Linked DNA regions of Sus scrofa: regions 1 and 2 are each linked to region 3. A link is a contact called in public HiChIP or PLAC-seq and promoter capture Hi-C data. All regions are on one chromosome and are shown on one strand. Each heading gives the region's core, a stretch centred on a gene start, on an enhancer-like site or on the middle of the called end of the contact. The rest is flanking DNA. Distances are from core to core; before and after follow the strand shown. Region 1 has its middle 210 kb from the start of TOMM20. Region 2 has its middle 42 kb from the start of TOMM20. Region 3 has its middle 140 kb from the start of TOMM20.

Region 1 (4,633 bases), core at 1,434-3,933, 70 kb after region 3:
TATACATATAAATAAATAATAAATCTAGTCAGTAAAAAATAAAAGAAACATGGACTCAACGTCTCTGAGACATGGGGGAAGAATTTACCCCGAAAGTGCGGTAAGATGAAGATGGTGGTAGTTAGAAGAAATGGCTCCTCCGGGGTGTGGCCTTGAGCCGCCCTCTGAAGAGGCTGGAGGTGGGTTTTCGCAGCTGGGCCAGTGGTTAGCAAGGAGGGGGCCTCGCCTCAGCCAGTCTCGGTTTAGGCGGGATTCAAAATGAGAGTGATTTTTCCACCCTTGCTTGCCTGGCCAAGCCTTCGAGGAGCAAGAGTGCGTGACGGCTCGGCCTTCCCAGCCAGGCTGCATCTGAAAAGCAAGACACAAAGGAAATGCCCCCATCTGTCCTGGACGGAGCACATCTGCCGCCTCTCCCCTCAGGCTGCTCCCTCCTCTCTGCTTCTGAGTAACTTGCTTTGGCTGATAGAGTGAAACTAAGAGACGTGTTTGACCTTGGTGTATTTATAGCCAGGATGTAGGAAAGTATTGAGAGTGAAACCAGAGCAGGGAAACCAGACGACTTCCCCTGGGGAATGGGCCAATTTGTGTGAGCGTGTGTGTCTGCGTGTGTGTAGCATGTGTGTCTGTGTGTGTGCATGTATGTGCGTGAGTGTGTGTGTCCATGTGTGACTGTGAGTGTGTGTCTGCATGTGTGAGCATGTGTGTGAGTGTGTCTGTCTGTGTGTGTGTCTGTGAGTATGTCTTCTGTGTGTCCTTCTAGCAGGAAGTATGATCGATTAGGCCAAGTGAAAGAGCAGCATTTCTTGCCCTCTCTGAACTTAGTCTCACCATCTGTAAGTTGGGACCAGTGCTCGTTTCCATCTCTTGGGCACCTATGGGTAGAAGTCACATAATTATAAACCGCTGTCAACGTGAAGTGCTCTGGAAGGCAAGTGTTCCCTTTCCAACCCCATAAGAAAAGCCACAGAATTCCTGGCTGAGGAGGGAAAAGAAAAGTCAGAACCCCAGCAATTCAACTACCTGGGGCGTCCCAAGCCATCTTTCAAGATTCTCCTGTCGTGGTGTGATAACAGCCGAGAAGGAGGAGTCTCCACCTGCTGGGCGCAGAGTGACCTTGGCCCTCCTGTGCCCCTCCTCCCACCCAAGCTGCTTTGAGGCCTGGGGAGCCGCAGCCAGGACCGCTCTGGGGGGTGGGGGGTGGGTGGATGGAGCTGGACAGGGAGGGACTGAGGAGGGGGAGGAGAGGATTCCACAAGGGCCACAAAACAGGGTCGTGTCTCCGTCCTGGGGAGGCTGCTGAGCCCACCTGGGCCCAGAGCCCTCTGCTCTTCCTTCCGTTATCCTGAAAGCCATGTCCCCTGGTGCGGCAGGGAAGGGGGATGATGTCTGCACTATGGGATGTCTCAAGGGGCTGGACCACCTGGAAATGACCTCAGCGCCGAGGAAATCCAGGGGGCTGGATGGCAGGTCCGTGGAAGCATCACTTGGCCTGGAGGTACGGTGACCACGTATTTCTTGCACGCAAAGAAAGGAGGTGCTACTAATAATGACTCTGAGTACCAGGAACAAAGAGAAACCCTCTGGATAAAGGGACACGTGGTCACCCACCTAGAGGTCCTGACCCCGTGGGCTTTCCCATGGAAAGGCGGCCCGCCACTAACTCCCCAAGGGTTAGAGGAAGAGCCGCCATGTTTCTGCCTGAGGACAGGCTGGCCAGCGGGGGTGTCCTGCGAAAAGAACAACAGAAGGTGACTCACCCCATGAGGGTGGCCCTTCCTGAACATCTGGTTTGGAGACCCCATCATAATACCTCACTTTTGCCCAGGAGTTCCTACTTTCAAAAACATTTTCACAAGATCCACAATTTGATGGGAAAAGCCCACCCCACCGTGCAAAGGTGGCTGGGTGGCTGGGTGGCTTAGCCCGGGGCGGGATGTGGGATGGGACTTAAGGAGCAGGTGGACGCAGAGCTATTGGCCTGTCAGTAATGAAATCATTTCCCAGTCTCTCCCTGACGCTGCCCACCCCATGGTGGCCAAGGTCTGAGTGTCTTATGATGCATTTGCCTTGGGCTGATAAACTTTAAGAGAGTGCAGAAAATCAGCACACAGCTCCCTGCTATGTGTGGAGCAGAGGAGCCCCTCCTGTGGGAAGAAGGCAGGTGGAAGCTTCTGGATGTGGCCTCCACGGGCCAGGCCTCTTGATGTCCTCGTGGGCCTGTCACCAGGAAGAGCCCAGTGAGTGGTGGCAGCTAGATGAAGGATGCATCAAATTACAGAGCCCCTTGAGAAGACGGACCTGCAAACCCAGCCGGTCCCGGGAAGAGTAGTCGATCAGAGCAGACAGGGGTCTTAAAGACTACAGCCTCCAACTCCCTTATCTGAAAGGCGAGGAAAGGGGGCATCTGGAGGAGGCGGAGGCCAACTGTGCCTCCTTCATGCCCAGTGTCTGACTTACTCACATCTCCGTTAATCTGCAAAGACCTCTGAGATGGGGAACGTTAGCTGTGGTGAGCTCTGTCGCCCAGACTAGCAAGTGGGGAGGCAGGATTTGAACTCAGGCACAGCCTGACAGCCGTGCTCTTTGTACCATGTGGCTGGGCCTTCCCCTGAAGCCCTCTGTCTGGAAGAGGTCAGGCCAAGCTGAAGGTACCCTGACCACCCCACCACCACCCCGTCTAGGATTCTTTTTAGGTCAACTCTCACTGTAAATATTTTCTCTTTCATTTTGCAACCCTCAGCAGTTACATACCAGGGCTGCAGAGCAAAGATAAGCTTGGAAGTGAGGAACCTCCCGCCTTGCCCACGTGAACCCTGGCAGTTTCTGAAAGACTCTCAGGCTGTCAAGTGCCATTACCCCCAGAGGTGAAAACTCAGGCTACTCTGGGGAGATGGCCAGGCTTCCTTGTTCAGCGATCTCAGAAAAACCAGGTTGGCCCCAATCCTGAGAGCCCACACCACCCCAGCAGAGGCCCCCTGGCTGGGGCGGGGTTGCATGGATAGGACAGCAGAGCCAGATTTAGCCACACTTCCCTCCAGAGACAGAGTCAGGCAGGGTGGGATCCAGCTCTGGGGTGGGAGGAGTGGTGGGGACAAGGCAGGTGGATGTGCCACTGAGCGGATGACCTCAAGTCTCCCTCTTGTGTGATCACCTCTGATCTGCTTTCTCTGGAGATGCTGGAAAATCCAGAGGAGGGGGAGCAATGGGAGCTATATTTCCAAGAAGACCAAGGGGTCCCCCAAAGGGAAACAACTGTATCTCATGTGATAGAGCCTGGGTCCACCAGGACAAGCAATTGTACAAGCAGTGACAGGTGCAGGGGACTGTCCTTGAGGCAAGGGTCAGCACACTCAGTGTGGGCCCTCCCCCTTGGTCTGCATTCAGGGCCAAGTATTTGTGGAGTCTTTTGCCCTTTATTTCTTGGCCTAGCTTGAGGAAGAGGCCAACATAGGTGGGTCTCTTCACCCACACCAGGCTGATGTTTGGAGCTCTAATCTGAATCCGGTTCCTGAGATCCCCCCAGACCCTCTTCCTTCAGGATCGCTGCTGGGTGCCACCCGCCCCCCCCCCCCCCCCCGTCCCAGAAATGACACTCCTGTCCATTTCTATCTGTGACATCCTGCTCGCCAGTCTCGGCTCAGCTGAAAGTGCCTCTCTTGCCACATGCTCCCTTATTTTCATTTTTAACCTTTCTAAATGATGAACATTTCAAAACTCCCCAGAGCAGAGTGCGATTACCTTTCTCTCTCTGATTTTTTAATATTTTATTTTATTTTATTTTTTTGTCTTTTTAGGGCTTCACACGTGGCATATGGAGGTTCCCAGGCTAGGGGCCTACACCACAGCCTGAGCAACACCAGATCCGAGCCGCATCTATGACCTACACCACAGCTCATGGCAATGCCGGATCCTTAACCCACCGAGCGAGGCCAGGGATTGAACCTGTGTCCTCATAGAAGCTGGTCAGATTCATTTCCACTGAACCATGACCAGAACTCCCCTCACTCTGATTTTTTTAAAAGCCTCGTGTCATTTCCCTCTACATGCTGGATTGGACACCTCTAAAAAAGATGGGCCTTTCAGATGTAATGATATCACCGTTATAGACCTAAGAATTACCAATAACTCCTTGCTCTCACTCAACACCCAATTCAGATGGAAATTTCTCCAATTGTCCCAACTTTTTCTAAGTGTAGATTCTTTTGAGTCAAGTCTACTCTTTGAGTTGGTGGAGTTTTTGAAGGAATGGAGCCAGTTGTTCAGCAGAGCTTCCTGGGCATGGCTTCTGCCTCCTCTCGTCCACTCACGCTCCCCTTACAGCTCTTAGTATGGGTGACCCCACCTGTGCCCACAGCTGAACCAGGCTCTTTGCCCCGTTTCCATCATGAGCTTTCTGAGGGCAGGTATGACATGTCTTCTCATCTTGGTGTTCCTTGTGGTGGGTCCCATCGTAGCACAGTGTGTATTTTAAGTGGCCTATTGACTCTCAAAAACATCACTGTATTGGAGGAATCAGGGACTGAATTTTTTTTTTTCTTTACCACTTAAAACTTGGAGTCTTGAGATTTTGAAACCTCCCCCGCCCCCATGACTGGGAGTGATGGGTTGGATCCACAGGTATTTGTAGGCAGAG
Region 2 (4,579 bases), core at 1,389-3,888, 95 kb before region 3:
ATTCCTGGTCTTGCTCAGTGGGTTAAGGATCTGGCATTGCTGTGAGCTGTGGTGTAGGATGGCAGCTGCAGCTCCAATTGGACTCCTAGCCTGGGAACCTCCATATTGCACAGGTGCAGCCCTAAAAAGCAAATTAAATAAATAAATAAATAAAAATATGTAAAAAACAAAAGAAAAAATCTAAAATGTGGTTTTCCATCCACTGAATTGATTTCAGGGTCCCCCATTAGGTTGCAACCCTGAGTTTGACAAATGCACATATGCCTTGAAAGCCTTTTCTCAAAGACAACCTGTGACTTCTTGGTCTGTTGTGGAGTAAGGCACAGAACTTCTCTAATGTAAGGTTTAATTTAGGAAATACCCACTTAAAATTATGATTTCTTCAAATTCTACGAGCTGTAAGTTCGTACTGAAGGGATTTTTGCAGCTCTGATTTGAACCCTAGCCTGGGAACTTCTATATACCACATGTGTATCCCTAAAAAAGCAAAAAGCAAAAAAAAAAAAAAAAAAAAAAAAAGAACCACTTGTGGAGTTCCAAGGTGAAATGATTTCTTTTCTTTTTCTTTTTAGGGCCACACCTGCAGCACGTGAAAGGTCCCAGGCTAGGGGTTGAACAGGAGCTGTAGCCACCAACCTATGCCACAGCCACAGCAACATGGCGTCCAAGCCACATCTGCCACCTACATCACAGCTCACCACAACGTGGATCCTTAACCCACTGAGCGAGCCTAGGGATTGAACTCGCATCCTCATGGACACTGTGTGTTGCGTTCTTAATCTGTCGAGCCACAATGGGAACTCCAAAATACATTTCTTTTTCTTTTTTTTTTCCTTTTGGCCCTCCTGTGGCATATGGAGTTCCGGGCCAGGGATCACATCTGAGCCACAGTTTCGACCTAAGCCGCAGCTGAGACACTGTCAGATCTCTAACCCACTGTGCCGGGCCGGGGATGGAACCTGCGTCCCAACGCCCCCAAGACGCCGCCAATTCAGTTGTGCAACAGTGTAAACTCCTCCGTTGGCATTATTATGGGTTTACTTGAGGCACTATCTTCCCCAGTTTTTTGTAGACCCTTCCAGGGAGACGTATTTGGCTGCCGGGAGAGGCCGGCCGCTGTCAATCAACAGGGCGCCCTTTGCAAAGCCAGGATGCCTCCCCTCGCGGGGTCAGCTGGGGCTGTCCAGAGACTCTGCCTTGCACCTGCTCGCATGGCCACTAGATGGCACTGTTAGAACTGGAGAAAAGAGGCTGCTTCCCCTGAAACCGTTTTCCCCGTTCTAATCCTCTCCAAACTGTCATTTCCACCCATCTCCTTCCAAACAGAACAGAACGGAATCCTTTCATAGCCTGTTCCAGGGGCTATGCCCCCCACCCCGTCCATTCCTGGCTGCGTGCAAAAAGATTAGTGGCCCCCTCTGCCCTCTTTCCTGCCTTCATGCTGCCAATCCTTGCATCCTATTTTCGTATCTTTATCATTCTGTGTGTTGTGGGGGCCTCTAGGGTTCGGGGCAAATTATGGGAGGAGAAAGGGCAGTGAAAAACTTCTAAGGAAATGGGGACCTAAGAGAGAAAGCAGAAGTGCCTGCATTCCTTCTGGCCGCATGACTTGTGTTCCAGAAGAAAGAAGAAACCAGTGCTGCGTGCAAGGAGGCTGCGTGGAGAGGGGTCACTGGAGGTGGGGGCGGGGGGGGGGAAGGGAGGAATGTGCAGAGCGCAGGAAACGGGCTCCCGGGTGGCGGAATCTTGGCATCAGTTTGCGTGGCTTAAAGGCTTTCTGTTCTTGGCTTCCCAGCTGCCGCTGCGTCAAATCCCCCTGTACCGGGTCAAGGGTGGGAGGGGGCGTGGTCCTGGACGACACTCGCTTCATCCGCTGCTTTTGGCCTCTGGTTTTCAGCTCTGGCTGCCTCTTTCTCTGCTTGGGAGATGTGAATGCAGGGCAGACTAGAACATCAGGAGCTGGAGAGCTGAAAGCACAGCCGCCCGCCTCCCTTACACCCCGACCTCAGATTCCCCAGGCTGCCCACCACTGCCGCAGCTCCTTCTTCCAAAGGCAGGAGAAAAACGGCACCTCTTGGGAGGAATGCCCTGTGAGAAAAGCATTTTCCTGGGAGCTCCCATTGTGGCTCAGTGGGTTAAGAACCGGTTAGTATCCATGAGGATGCAGGTTCAATCCTTGGCCTCCATCAGTGGGTTAAAGATCTGGCATTGCTGTGAGCTGTGGTGTAGGTCACAGATGTGGCTCCAATCCTGAGTTGTTGTAGCTGTGGCATAGGCCGGCCGCCAAAGCTCTGATTCAACCCCTAGCCCAGAAACTTCCATGTGCTGCAGGTGCGGTCCGAAAAAAGAAAAAAAGAAAAAGAAAATAAAAAGGAAAGCATTTTCCCCTAACAATGGCCAGGAAATACTGTCTTAACTGATATTCTCTAGGATGAGGATGTGTGCTGCCCTCTTGGCAGAGCCATTTGAAGGTTTATTCAACCACTCAAACGCCCAGGAGACACAGTTCCCAACCTCCCAGAGGCCCACACAACACACACACACACACACACACACACACACACACACCACACACGCACGGGGTTGGCCAACCCTGACTTTGAATGGGGACTGGGCCAGCTCGCCCAGCCCGCCTGCAGGCAGGAGGTCACTCTGCTGACTCAGGCCCAGGCTGGGGCAGGTGCCTGCCTTCAACCCTTGAGTTACATCAGGCTTTTCATCTTCAAAGGGCCTTCCCCGGATTAACCCATTAGTCACCCCCAGGAAAGCCACGGAGCAGGTTATTCTCATCCTCATTAAGGCCGTGGTGGGGTGGGGGGAGGCGTGAGGCCCCGCCCCAGGCCAGGGAGAGCTTGGCGTTGGGTGCAGGGGGGCAGCGTCCCTGGGCGACGTCTCTGCTCGGTCAGGAGGCTGGAGCTCCTGACCAGGCAGCAGCAGGCAGAGCCATGGAGGGGCGAGGGGAGGAGGTTGGAGAGTCTCGGAGATGCAGGCACTTTGACACAGGCTCACCCACTGCGGCTCCACCATCTGCTCCAAGCAGTTCAGAACCCGATGATGTTGATGGGACTCCAACAACCCTACCTTCCAAGCCATCCAGGGATTCGAGAAAGGCGCCTTGGAACACTTCCTGCGTCTGCAGGAGGAGTTCCAATGAATAAAAATGATAAAGTACTGGTCACTAAAGCACCTTGCAGATCAAAAGTGTGATGTGGATGCTGAGAAGGGCGAGGCCCCACATCCCTCCAGGTCATGCTGTGCCGTGGGTTTGTCTTCCTGCTGGGGGAACGATGCAGAAGGTTAGAGAGTTTTAGGAGGTAAGTCTGTGCCCTGGTGACAGAATGAGGAGCAGAAGCACCTTCTGGAAGCCAGACAGCAGAGCAATCCTCTCAGTCAACCTTGTCTGCAGCTGCTTCTTATAAATTTGGCATAAATATGTGCTTGGGAACGCCAGGGCGGCGTATCTGGAAAATATTTTCTACCATTCGAAAACACACACACACACACACACACACACACACACACACACACACGCCTGGAAAGGAAAAAAAACCATAACAGAAATTGTGCATAATACAGAGTGGCTTCACTTGTGGTTTTTTTCCATTACTTCCTCAGTTCATTTTTCTGCTGCCAATTTTAGAAGGCCATAAGTCACAGTTGTTGTTAAACTTTGTCAGTTAAAATGTAACTCTAAGAACAAGTCATGAGACGTTGGAGCCAAGTGGCTTTTTGGAGAGCAGGGCTGGTGGGAGGCAGCCTGTCTCCGCTTCTCAGGTCTTCTGTGCTGTGTGTTAACAGTCGTGCCCATAAGGCAGTCCTGGCCCCCTCGGGCCCAAGTTCTGTCACCGCTCCCAAGGGCCACCTATCAGAGGAAATGAGGCTTTTCAGCGTTGGCTCTGTGTGACTCAGGGACACAATGCCCCCACACCAGTGCACCGCTTTTCTTTCTCTTAGAAGGGACTGGAGTCACTTTTCTCATACACGTCCACCCAGCAGAACCAGAAATCAGGAGGCAGGGAGTTCCTGTTGTGGCTCAGTGGTAATGAACCCGACTAGGATCCATGAGAATGTGGGTTTGATCCCTGGCCTCGCTCAGTGGGTTAAGGATCCGGCATTGCCCTGAACTGCGGTGTAGGTTGCAGACGTGGCTCAGATCCCATGTTGCTGTGGCTGTGGTGTAGGCTGGTGGCTACAGCTCCGATTCGACCCCTAGCCTGGGAACCTCCATATGCCATGGGTGCAGTTCTAAAGAGAAAAAAAAAAGAAAGAAGAAATAAGGAGGCAAAGAGAAGGGCCTGGTTGGCTGAGGCCAGGACTGCCCAGTGCCCTCACATCTCCTTGGAGGAGCTGCAGAGTCTGGGGTGGGTACCTCTGTGCCATAGGCAGCTGGACTGTGCCGGGCTGGGAGCCTTCGAGGGCAGGACCCTGAGCTTCCCCAGCAGTGCTGGCAGTGAAGGCAAGGCCAGGGAGGCAATAGCGCTTACAGAGACTTGTGCGTAAAAGTGGAATAAAAGACAAAACCCCAGATGAGCCTTCAGTGAGGTGAGGCAGCGGGAAGGGCTCCAGCTTCACACGGTCC
Region 3 (4,215 bases), core at 1,456-3,955:
CGCGCGCGCGCATACACACACACACACCCACCACACAAGGCTGCAGCCCTCTGCATAATCACTTGACATTTACTCTGTGTTGCCCTATAAAGATGGCAGAGCTCTGACTGCATCAAGAGGCCTCGCGGCCCTGTGAAGGGAGCACGCCTTAGGGCTGGCATGCACTGAAGCGTGCATTACCTTGACGTAAGTCATCTCTTTGCCACTAACTGGCTGTGTGACTCTGCACACGTTACTTCACTTCTCTGAGCCTCAGATTCCTTATTTGTAAAATGAGGATGACAATACCTACTTGGCAAGGCTAGTGTGAATTGAGAGGAGATACTGTGTTTAACATACATTTTATGGCTCAAAACCTGCGCAGTCATCTGTAGCTCTTCTGTCTTTAGCACCAAGCCACGGCAAACACTTGCTACTGACAATTTTGGATTGTTCTGGATTCAGGTTACTAAGGGTTTACTCTAAGTCTAAAGTTTTATATACATGGAATTAGCCCCTCATTTTATAGAAGAGGAGCCCAAGGCCCAGGAAGGCAGCTAGCTGGAAGTGGAACCAGTGGCTCTGGCTGTGGGAAGCACACCCTGTGCCATCTTTCAGGCACACTGGGGGTTTTGTGTGTGTGTGTGTTCAGTGGAGGCTGGCAACTTGCTGTGTCAGGAGGACACTGGGGCATCTACTTCACCTTTGCCCCATTACACAAGCACAGACTGGTCTGTGTGCTATTAGCCAAAGAGCTTCGCCAAGCCCTTGCTTAACCACCTGGCAGTGGCTAAGTGTTCTGTCCTTTTGTTCAGGTAGATTACACATCTGCCAAGTTAGGGAGCAATGTTCCGGAACCTGTTGATAGTCCAAATTTTTTAATGGAATGTCAATGGGTGGGTGGCAGGAATCCAATCTGTTGGGGTGGGGAGTGGGGGCTAGGGTGCCTGAGGAGTGAGAAGGACACTCAAGTGGACAGTCACTTTGCTCTGTCTTGGTGACCAAAAGTTCCTCCTCCAAGGGCCCTCCCAGCAGCTCCAACTCACCTCCCTCAGAATACTGTCCCCGAGATTTCAAATTTGCCCTCGCAGGACGGCATTATCAAGTGCCTGTGACTCCAGGACTCTAAGGCCTGTCTGGAAGAAAAAAGAAGCAACCTGTAGGCCCATGTGGAGATCGTGAAGGAGGGAAACTTCCCCTGAAGTGGCCCAAAGTGAAGGTGTGGTTCCCAGAGTGGAAATGTGAAGTGGAGAAAAGGACCCTTGTGACGTCGCTGAATGGAGAACTTGCTTGTGCGTCATCAACTAGAATGTCTAGGATAATCACGCCGATTGGGAGAAACCTCTGTTCCTTGCTCCTCTCTCAAAGCTGAGAGAGACCTGGGGAGAGAGGCCCCTGGGCATCACTTCTGCCTACCTGGATCCCTTAATATCCCAGGAGGCGGGAGGATGCTTCCCTGAGAGCCCAGAGGTCACCCAGCAAGGTTAGGGCCAGAAGTGTTCCCAGGGGGAGTGCCATCGTGTCTCAGAGACTTCCTTGGAAGCTATGCTTCTGCTGGCAAGAAGCAGCAGCCGAGCCATCAGAGGCAGGCAGGACTTTGCTGCCTGGAGATCAGATCTCAGTCCTCCCTTGAGGGTCTCCACGGTCAAGTCAGCAGGAGAGCAGGTGCCCTCTCTCTCGGCAGTGGCAGAAACTACAGTGGAGGTGAGACCAGACTGGCAGGGCCGCCAAAGAGCCCACGTGGATGGACCGCCCTTGAAGATCTGTGTGGGCTGTATCTGCTTCAAGTCTGCCTGAAACCCGGGGGTCCAGGAGTCTCTTCCTTATGCCCCAAGGAGCTGACAGACTCTCCAGATGGTTCCCACCTAGGGAGGGTGCCGCGAGGACTAGGCAGTGCTGCTTTATGCACTTGCCATATCCGCTTCACGGATCTGTTTAATCCATCAACTAATGTCGTTAGTGTCACCTGTCATTATGTCGGGCTCCTAGTTTACACTTTAGAAGTCCATTCTCCTTCAAACCAAATGGTTCTTTCTGGCAGACCTGCCCCACCCTATCCTCCTCACCTCCCAGGAAGTCTGGGCTCTTTTTTGCTTTGTGTTCCAAACAAATTCATGCCTCTTACTCATTCCCTTGCTCATTCACCCCTCCTCTCAAAACTTACACTAAAGAGATCTGTGTGCTGGGCCTGTGCCCTTACCAAAGTGCTGTCACCTGCTTATGACACTCCCATGCACCCCCCCCCCCATTACACACAGGAAGGTTTCTTTAGTCTTTCAGTTTCCACGTCTTAATTTCTGAATAGATTCAGATGACCTCCGCTTTTTTTGTGTGCATGTATTTTTTCAACACCAATACATTCTTCATAGGAACTCAATGCCTGCAGAGAGCAGTTCGGAGGCTCTGTTTAGAAAGCACTCCCTGTTCTGAGGTCCTCTGAGGCCCTGGCTGTGCAGATCTGAGAAGGTATGAAGGAGGAGCCACCACGTGCCAGAGGTAGAAAACCAGCGGCCCCACCTTCCCCGCGCACCCCGGGTCTGCTCCCTACCCCATCCTGCCTGCTTCCTGATGTGAAATCTGGGACAGATTTCTGCTTTTAAAGAGCTGCCTGGACAAAGAAGGCGAGTCGGGTTACTCTAGAAACCAAGCAGTCTCGCTGAGGCTACATGACAATTAAGAGCCACGTAGGGAACCGCCTGCTCTAACCAACACTCACCACGTGACTGCGGGAGCACCCGGCATGGAGTGTCCACCGCAGCCCCTGTTGAAACAATGGGGCCCACGAAAGCAATTTAAAGGGGCAATAGAAAGATAGCAGGATCAGGCTACAGCTGCTTACCTAGCCTTGGGATGCTTTTTCAAGAGAGTTCTGTGTCAACATCGGGGCAGCTGTTGCTGCCTTCGGTGAGGAGAGGAGAAACAACTGGGTGGGCAGAGGTCTGGGGGTGGGGGGGAATCATGGCACAGCAGCCCGGGCAGGGCCCCCGGATGCAGGAACAGGGCGCCGCAGCCTGCTCTCCAGGATTCTATTTCAGGCGGACTGGAGGCAAGAATGTGTTCTTTGCCACAGGAAGAATGTTCCCTCAGACAGAACTGCTAATCGGGCGAGATGAAAAGAGGAATGTACAGCCGGCGGTGGTGACCGCTGCCTTTCCAGCAGCCTTTCCCCTCCTTTCCCGAGTCACATGGAGTTTTGGCTGGCTAATTGAGACGGTGGCTGAGTCTCCACCCCCCACCCCACGCCATAGCCTTCATTTTTGAAAATGTAGGAATTTTCGGAGCTCTGTTGCACAACACTGAGCGATTTTCCAGAGCTACCCTCTGTCATCTGTCTCCTTGACATAAAGAGGGAAGGCGGAGGGAGGAAAAAGGCGAGGGGGTGGACGGGCAAAGGAGACAGAGGAAGGAAAGGAGGGGGAGAGTGGGGGAGAGAAACATCTTGCTGACGTCAAAGAAGACCACACTCCACAGGATAACATTACTTAGTACCTCGACCGCCCACTCCCTCTAATTTACTAGAAACCAAACGGCCTGTTTGGAAACCTGTAGCCTGCAGTCTGTTATTTTGTTTTGTTTTGTTTTGCTATTCTCCCTGGACCAAGAAGGCCATTAATTGCTGGCAGTTTGAAAGCTACCTGATTTCCTGAAACAGAGGGGATTTCCATGAGTAATAATTCAGCCCGCGCTGGAGCAGGGCGCTGGGGCCCGAGTAAATTGATCCAGCTGCTTGCAGGCTGATGGAAAAGTGCCCGCGGGAGGGGACCGCAGCTGCAGCTGGGGCCCGCGGCGGGCGCGGTCACGTGGCCCCGCCCGCCCCGCCCCCGGAACCGCCCCCCCCGCCCCCGGGCGCCCGCGCCCCACGTGTGCCGCCTGCTCTGCCCGCAGGCCACCGCCTTGCACCGCGCGCTGGCTTCTGAGGGTGAAGGCAATTCCCCGGCCCCTGTGGCAACCTCTTTCTTGGGAAATGCACAACACCAGGATGATGGGGGCGGCCCTGTTTCCTAAGCTCCCTCCAGAGAGTCACCCTTTTTAGTACGTTGGCTGGGTTGATTGTGCTTCCCAGAAGCCTCCCACAGTTCTGTTGTCTGGACAGCCAGGGCCTATTTACAAATAAAATCGGAGCTGGCAGAGGTAACCTGTATGTAACTTGAGGCTAAAGAAATACCATTTCCGCTACCCAGATGGTAGAGTTCAATCTGTTTTCTGGCCAAGGCCGCACAAGTTAATTTTTATCCT

What was found. Promoter capture Hi-C pulls out the DNA fragments that hold promoters and counts their contacts. HiChIP or PLAC-seq counts read pairs in DNA pulled down with a chosen protein or histone mark.
Region 1: a promoter capture Hi-C map of liver shows a contact between it and region 3, with 9 times the contacts expected there. The contact joins two enhancer-like sites. A contact is called at or near these places in 2 of 5 promoter capture datasets (fetal liver and liver), 8 of 47 Hi-C or Micro-C datasets (alveolar macrophages, embryonic fibroblasts, fetal heart ventricle and 2 more) and 2 of 2 datasets of contacts at active chromatin or transcription factors (alveolar macrophages and skeletal muscle).
Region 2: an H3K27ac HiChIP or PLAC-seq map of skeletal muscle shows a contact between it and region 3. The contact joins two enhancer-like sites. A contact is called at or near these places in 4 of 5 promoter capture datasets (fetal liver, fetal skeletal muscle and liver), 21 of 47 Hi-C or Micro-C datasets (alveolar macrophages, brain, embryonic fibroblasts and 9 more) and 2 of 2 datasets of contacts at active chromatin or transcription factors (alveolar macrophages and skeletal muscle).

The regions. Positions count from the first base shown.
Region 1 is chr14:56,318,003-56,322,635 of Sscrofa11.1, forward strand. No RefSeq gene overlaps it. Among named protein-coding and RNA genes, the nearest start is that of TOMM20, 210 kb to the left of the region's middle. Within about 2 kb of position 2,684, at least 25 of the 83 cell types and tissues checked have an H3K27ac peak or open chromatin away from gene starts, as enhancers often do. A contact at or near this core is called in fetal liver and liver, where this site is marked.
Region 2 is chr14:56,152,598-56,157,176 of Sscrofa11.1, forward strand. No RefSeq gene overlaps it. Among named protein-coding and RNA genes, the nearest start is that of TOMM20, 42 kb to the left of the region's middle. Within about 2 kb of position 2,639, at least 54 of the 83 cell types and tissues checked have an H3K27ac peak or open chromatin away from gene starts, as enhancers often do. A contact at or near this core is called in alveolar macrophages, fetal liver, fetal skeletal muscle and 4 more, where this site is marked.
Region 3 is chr14:56,247,821-56,252,035 of Sscrofa11.1, forward strand. No RefSeq gene overlaps it. Among named protein-coding and RNA genes, the nearest start is that of TOMM20, 140 kb to the left of the region's middle. Within about 2 kb of position 2,706, at least 69 of the 83 cell types and tissues checked have an H3K27ac peak or open chromatin away from gene starts, as enhancers often do. A contact at or near this core is called in alveolar macrophages, fetal liver, fetal skeletal muscle and 4 more, where this site is marked.